Linked DNA regions of Triticum aestivum: region 1 is linked to region 2. Evidence: chromatin contacts called from public Hi-C data. All regions are on one chromosome and are shown on one strand. Each heading gives the region's core, a stretch centred on a gene start, on an enhancer-like site or on the middle of the called end of the contact. The rest is flanking DNA. Distances are from core to core; before and after follow the strand shown.

What was found. Hi-C and Micro-C count contacts between places; a contact is called where the count stands out from the background.
Region 1: a contact with region 2 is called in a Hi-C map of leaf, with 4 times the contacts expected there. The contact joins the promoter of LOC123079679 here to the promoter of LOC123074955 in region 2. A contact is called at or near these places in 2 of 5 Hi-C or Micro-C datasets (both in leaf).

The regions. Positions count from the first base shown.
Region 1 is chr3D:462,003,104-462,006,766 of IWGSC CS RefSeq v2.1, reverse strand. LOC123079679 (ABC transporter F family member 4) reads right to left here and starts at 1,978. Exons shown (of 1, transcript XM_044502479.1): 1 at 1-1,978. The coding sequence starts at 1,768.
Region 2 is chr3D:461,825,408-461,828,943 of IWGSC CS RefSeq v2.1, reverse strand. It overlaps LOC123074955, which reads left to right and starts at 1,990. Exons shown (of 1, transcript XM_044497673.1): 1 at 1,990-2,519. The coding sequence starts at 2,068. The coding sequence ends at 2,331.

The DNA of each region.
Region 1 (3,663 bases), core at 729-3,228, 180 kb before region 2:
CCTGGTCTGGGTGGAGCCTGAGCAAATACTGAACTGCATTTTCCTCCATCGTCAACAAGTCAACAAAATGCTGCGAGTATCGTCCAATCCTCAGCTTCTGGCTCCTTCTTGCCTCTCCTTCGGATGGGTTAAGATCACCAGCAAGTAAATTTAGAATAGTAGACTTTCCTGCTCCATTTGGCCCAACAATGGCAACACGTGTTCCCATGTCAATGCCAACATCAACATCTGATAACTTGAAGTCCGGACGGTTGGGGTAGCCAAAACCCACATCAATGAGCTGAAGGAGTGGTGGTGTGAGCAAAGTGGGTTCTGGGAAGTGGAACTCAACTTTGTAGTCATGCCACTTTTGTGGCAGATCCGCTGGCTTCACGTTATCATCATCAGTTGCCACATTCTTTCCCTTCCCCTTCCCCTTGGCAACTTCTTTGTGGGCCTTTGACATTGCTTGGTCTTTAACCTTATCTTGTGCAGCCTTGCTCCCAGTCTTCCTTGCTGCTTTCATCTGCTTTTCATACACCTCAAACTTCTTGTTCATCTCCTTCCTCTTCTGCTCATACCCGCTCTCAAAGTCATCAAAATTACCACGGTAAACATGCAGACTCTTATCGTGCAAATGAATGATATCATTGCACACTGTGTTCAAGAAGTCCCGGTCATGGGAAACCACAATTAGGGTCTTCTTCCACTGTGAGCACAAGTACTGCTCCAACCAAAGCACAGCTCGGAGGTCCAAATGGTTGGTAGGCTCATCAAGGAGCAGCAATGTTGGCTGCATGAAGAGAGCACGGGCAAGCGAGATGCGCATCCTCCAGCCACCACTGAAGGACTTTGTGGACCTTGCCTGCATTGCCTGATCAAACCCCAGCCCCGCAAGGATTTTGGACGCACGCGCTCGTGCAGCATCAGAATCGCATAGATTTAGCTTCTCGTATACCTCGGCAAGCTTCTCGTTGTCATCGGGATCATCAGAGGCCTCAAGCTTTGCCTGCTCAGCCCGGAGCGCCGTAAGCTCCTCATTGGCTGCAACCACCGCCTCGGTTGCCGAGCGGTCATCACCAACAATCTCCTGCTCCACAAGCAGGACATCAATGTTCTTGGGCACGGGCACCTGCCGCCAAGAGAGCAGCTTCAGGAGGGTAGATTTGCCCATGCCATTGGGCCCCACGAGACCGTAGCGGCGACCATGCGAGATCCGGAGGGAGGCGCCCTTGAGTAGCTCCTTTCCTCGCGCAGAGACAGAGAAGTTGTCGAGCACGATGTCCTTGATGTTTCCATCGGCGGCATCGCCCTCGGCAGCGGATCCGGGGACGCGCGCTCCGATGACGACGGAGAAGGCGTCGCGGTCGTCGCGGAGCGCCTCCCGCTTGGCAGCCTCGGCGACGGCCGCCGCCATCATCTCGCGCTTCTCCTTCTTCTTCGAGTCCTTGTCCGAGGGCGCGAGGGCGTTGAGGTCGACGGTGGCGCGAGACGGCTTGGGCTTGGCGGCGACGGCGGCGACGTCGGCCTCGTCCTCCTCGTCGTCCGACGGGGGCAGGTCGATGCCGCCCATGTACGACGACGCGGGCGCCTTGGAGGGCTTGGGCTTGGGCGCCGCCTTGGCGGGCTTGGATTTGGGCGCCGTGCCGTCCATCGAGGCTAGCATGGCCGACACGGAGAGAGGTTTTTCCTTCTTGCTGGCGGCGCCCGCGGCCGAGGAGGACGAGGGGGCGTTCTTGCGGCTCGTGGCGGCGGCTGAGGTGGACGAGGAGGCGTTTTTGCGACTCATGGCGGCGGCGGAGGAGGAGAAGAACGGCGATGTTGCGGAATTTGGGTTTGGCTGTGGCGGATGGGGTCCGGGTGGGTTGGCGGCGCGACGGGCCGGGAGGAGGCGGGGTGGCGGCGGCGGCGCGCTAGGGTTAGGTTAGGGTTAGAGCTCCGCGCGGACGGGGTGTGAGGACAGGAGACCGCACGGGTCGGCGAGGCCGGCTTATTTTCCTTTTTTTAGAAGTCAAAATATGGCTTCTAAGGGCCTCTTTGGATCGGGTGAAAAAACGAAACTTGCCGTGCGCACGACGCTTCCTTGCCGATAAGCACACGATACTCGAATCGACCGCGGTGGAAGTGCTGGCAAACTGCATCCAACGGTGGCCGCAGCAGCAATTTTATCGTTCGCATAGCAGTGCTTGTGGACAAAAAAAATGCTGAGTCAGTTATGAATTCAATTTTATCTAGAAACTACTCCCTCCGTTTCAAAATAGATGAAGTTGGGTCATCTATTTTGAAACGGAGGGAGTAGTAAGCATGTACGTGCAACACATGATATATCCTAACTGAGCTTCTTGGCACCAGCGTTTTCATGCATGGAGCGACATTTATTCTTCGTAGCTGCACCTGATATCATGGAGGAGGGACATCGCAAAAATCGAACCAAGAAAAGCAACATAGAAAGAAGTCTTACAAGGATACAAACCCAAACTTCACAAGATAGCGAAGGCAGCCGGAGGTGAGGTGTAAGGTGGATGCGCTTCTTCGGCCGCCTTCAATAACCCATTCACACTCGTTTTTTAGATATACTTAGCTGCACTGGATGATACAAATACATGGACTAATTAAGGGGATAGTCCAATTAATTAGTTGGGACAAACCCAAGCAGATATAACTCTACGCTGGGCAATGATGCTTACTGTAGACCTTTGATATGATGAAAGCACATGTTTCCTAAAAAAAGATGAATAGACAACTTCCATTTTATCATAATGGTTGTTCAGATTAGCAAATCCAAAACCTTTACAAATCCTCATAATGCTCAGCTCCACTAAAATAATTAAGTTGATGCATGAGAAATAATATTGACTATTTCTTTATGGAAACAGCTAACCAACAAAGAAATATATTTTGAAGAGAACCATGTTCACAACATGGTGCTCCTTCCCTCCCAGAGCCGCCACCAAGAAAGCAAATTAATTTTGTATACAACTTTTTTAATGCCCCATTAAACGCCAATACTACATCAGGCTGAGAACTGCTATACCTACTGTCTTCAACAAGTCGAAAACGTCTTCCTTGTTGCACATACCCAACAACAGTAGCAATAATCAACCCGCCATACTTTTAACAATCACACCCAACCCTCAACTTTGCTTGTTGGATCAAAGGAGCCGTCAATATTTACCAGTAAAATGAAGACGATTTGTTATCTCTGTAAGCTAGACATTAATCTATATTTTGGGGGAAACACATTATGTGATCTTTATTATTTTACAAGTGTAAAAATTATATTCAAAGTGAACGCAGCCCCAAATGGAAAAGAGAGACACTTGGCACACCGGAAAAGTGGTGTGTGTCTCACCAGAAACATGACACATAAATTCAAGATGTAATCGCAAGCAAACAATGGTGTACCCGACCAGGTGAGAGACACTTGGCACACCGGGAAAGTGGTGTGTGTCTCACCAGAAACATGACACACATTATAATATGGAGTTGGAAGGCAGGAGCCAGAACTGCAACAAAACTTGTACCCGACCTGGAAGATAATTGCCCGTTTGGTGAGAACTCAAATTTCACCGAATCCTATTCTTCAAAATCTTGCATTGATGCCTCTTGAAAAGGGCTTGATAATGCAGCACGTACAAAGCATGATTCCCAAAATGAAGTAGGATAATGGAATGCAAGTACTAG
Region 2 (3,536 bases), core at 741-3,240:
ACAGTATACCGGGGTCCCCCACTAGAAATGGATGTTCGGAAAGAAGAGTGTTTCTCTTGATATTTCTATTCTATTCTATTTCTATAAGTGAATTATTGATCCAAGATTAAGTCTCCGATTCATATTTCGTCGACCAATCCTTCCTAATTCACATTTTTGTTGAAAAAATTTCTTTTGTAGTCCATGCCGTAAACGATGAGTGTTCGCCCTTGGTCTACGCGGATCAGGGGCCTAGCTAACGCGTGAAACACTCCGCCTGGGGGAGATCGAAAATCTCTGAATTTTTGCGAAACGAATTTACATATTTATTGCGAGGTCATTCAGGAATTTGTGGCGCTTTATCAAAGAGTAGGGCCTTATCTACGAACTTTTTGTTCGAAAAAGCGGAAATAGCTCAGTTCGAGAGAGGGTTGAGCTTCATCGCCAATAAATTCTTACTTCTAAGCTCTATTGGGGAGAAGTAAAGTAACTAAAAAGTGATGTCTTGGTTCTATGTACTGTACGTGCTCACATGCTTAGGTATTGGTGTTAGTTGCATACTCTCCTTGCCATGCTTACTATCTATTTGTGGATTTGATTAATCGATAAAGTGCTAATATTTCTAGCACTCTGAAACGAGTCTCTCTTTGTATCCACCCCCCTCTTCCGGCTGGTGTATAACATTAGTGTATTTGTAATGGTTACTAGTATGAATAGAATTGCAGGTGTTTCTTAAAAAAATAGTTACTCCTATATATATAAGATAAAATAAAGCTCATAATTTGATTCAAAAGAAAAAAGAAAGCAATGATTTGTGCATGTGTGGGTTACGAGCGTATCATGGCCCGGTCGATCGACCCATGTGAGCTTGCACTGGACGCGGGCTACGAGTTCCGGAATCTACTAACATGCGGGTGCCTCTGTGCTGACAGTACGTTAACACCGCCCGGCATTTTTTTTTCTTTTTTTAGGCAAGAACATCCAGCTAGCTCTATCAGGGGTTCTTTCGAGATGTAGCACCTACAAAACGAAACGATGTGTTTCCTCCAAAACTGGAAAAACAATACTAATTCCATTGGAACAGAAAAGGTGGTACAGTACTGAATAAACCAATTTCTAATCGGTTAATTAACATGCACTTATTGGGCAGTGTAGGAGCATTATGCATTTATGCTCTATGCTGCTAGAACTAACGATATATGTCGTGCTGGAATTCAAGGGAATAATTACTAGGTTCTCCGTATAGAACCGTTAGCAAGGAACCCCCGATCCGTACCAGCTCATTTTTGTGATAAAATAGACGTTTAAGAAAATAAGTTCGATTAGTGATAACTGTGCATGATTTGCTTTTGTTATTGCATGCTTGATTCCCTCTTCGGTTTGCACGTGGCTCTCTGCTAAATATATCAGGACGGCTCATGAGTGAAGCACTAACCCAATAAAAATGGCGAGCCCGGTCCTGAGATTCCTGTACATGCGCCTCATGAGTGCCATTTGTTTACGCTCGTAGGAAGCTTCCTAGCGACATCCGAAACGTACGGAGGGCATACAGTACTGAGCAGCCAGCCATGTCAACCAAGGGAGCAGCAGCCAGAAGTACGTGCCAAGTTGGCTATACTTTGCAAAGATGAGAGCACCACATCAGCGAAGACGAACGTTAATCTGGTAATCATCGAGATGCTCGTATGCTTAATTGATGGCCACGTCCACCAAGCAAGTCCTTAACCAGACGCGCGGGGCGGGTAGGAGCCATGCGCATGCACATGCACATGCATGCCGCTCGGCGCGCCATGGATATGCATGCACAAAGTCAATGGCCTTTGGAGCCAGGAACTGCCAGATCGCTCACAAATTTAATCTCTACTCCATGTTACAATAATTGTACTGCTGGTACTGGTGAACAGGCTCGTAATAGTTGGAAAAACAAATGGCAGACGAGCGTGCGCTGGGCGGGCCTATATATACATCGGTGGCGTCCTGTAATTCAATCAAGCAGGCGGTAGCATCACATCGTAGTAGTAGCTAGAGCTAGCTAGGTCTCCTCGACGGCTCGACCCCAGTCTCAGTAGTTTCTCTTCAAGAATCAAGATGTCGCAGAGGCCGGGGAGGCACCAGAGGAGGGCGTCGCAGAGCGTGTTCTCGCTGCCGGAGAACTTCGCCAGCCTGGAGGACGTGCCGGCCGACGGCGTCGGCGAGCAGCGGAAGCCCGCCGCGGCGGGGGCGGACGCCTCCGAGCAGCAGCCCGCGAGGGCGCCGGCGGGGCGCCACCGGCGGGCAATGTCGATGGCCGTGCCCTCCAGGGACCTGGACATGATCGCGGAGGACATGGGAAGCTACAAGTACGGCGCCTGATTAGTAGCTGTGTAGTTCACGTTTGTGTGTACGTACGTACGAGTTCTTCCCTGGCTGTTGGGTAGTGTCCTGTTCTGTTCGCCGTTTGGTAGTGTTGTTCTGTGCTTTGTTTTTCGTGCTTCTCTGAATGTGTACTCCTTCCTTAATTTGCTTGCCTGACCAGAGTAAAGAAATCCCGCTGTTGCAAATTTGCGGTGTTTGTGGCAAAGGTAGAAATTTACATACGTGCCTAGGTTAGAGTAATGCGGCACAGCTCTTCGGAAGCAGGATGATTTACTGATTTTTCATTACGAAAGTACGATACAGTATTACAGATGTGTATGGAACTCCTACCGTCGCTAAGCCGAGAGCGGAGAACCGTCGCTAATCCGATGCCAGACGGAGAACGGCGACGCCACGGTGGTGCCGGCCGGTGGGCGGGGCCAGCAAGACGAGTCGATGGTAGCAGATCCGGTGAACGGTGATGGAGATCATGGAGGTGACGCGAATCTTGCGAGGCTAGGCCAACGAACGGCGAGGTGGATCCGGTAGGCAACCCGACCTGTCACCGTGAAAAAACAAATAGAAAGTGACATGGGCACAGCGCTCGTGCTATCGTGCGCATGACCTCACCCGGCCGGGCTGCTCGAAGCCCCATCGCGCGCGCTCACAGCCTCCAGTTAGTGGGCCCGCCCAGGAATGCGTCCTTTTTTTTGCACCTAGTTTTTTCGAAGGTCGTTTTAATATGGATTCAAAAAAGAATGTAAATTCAAAATATGTTCACGAATTAAAAAATATCACGGATTGAAAATATGTTCACAAATTCGTAAAGTGCTCATGAATTCAAAGAAAGTTCACAAATTCAAAAATAATTCGTGGATTCAAAAATGTTGACGAATTCAAAATTTGTTCGTGACACAATAAAAATGTCCACACATTCAAACATTGCTCGAGGATTTGAAATAGTGTTCAGGAACTCAGAAACAGTTAACGAGCTTGAAATATTATTCGTGAATTCAAAAAATGTTCATGAACAAGAACTGTTTGTGGATTTAAAAAATGTTAACGAATTCGAAAAATATTCATAAGTTCAAAATATCATCACGCTCTTGAAAAATGTTCATGAATCCCAAAAGTGTTCGCGTATTTGCAAAAATGATCAAGGATTTGAAAAAAATGTTCACGAACAATTTTTGTGTTTTGGGAACGATTTTCCAATTTGAGAA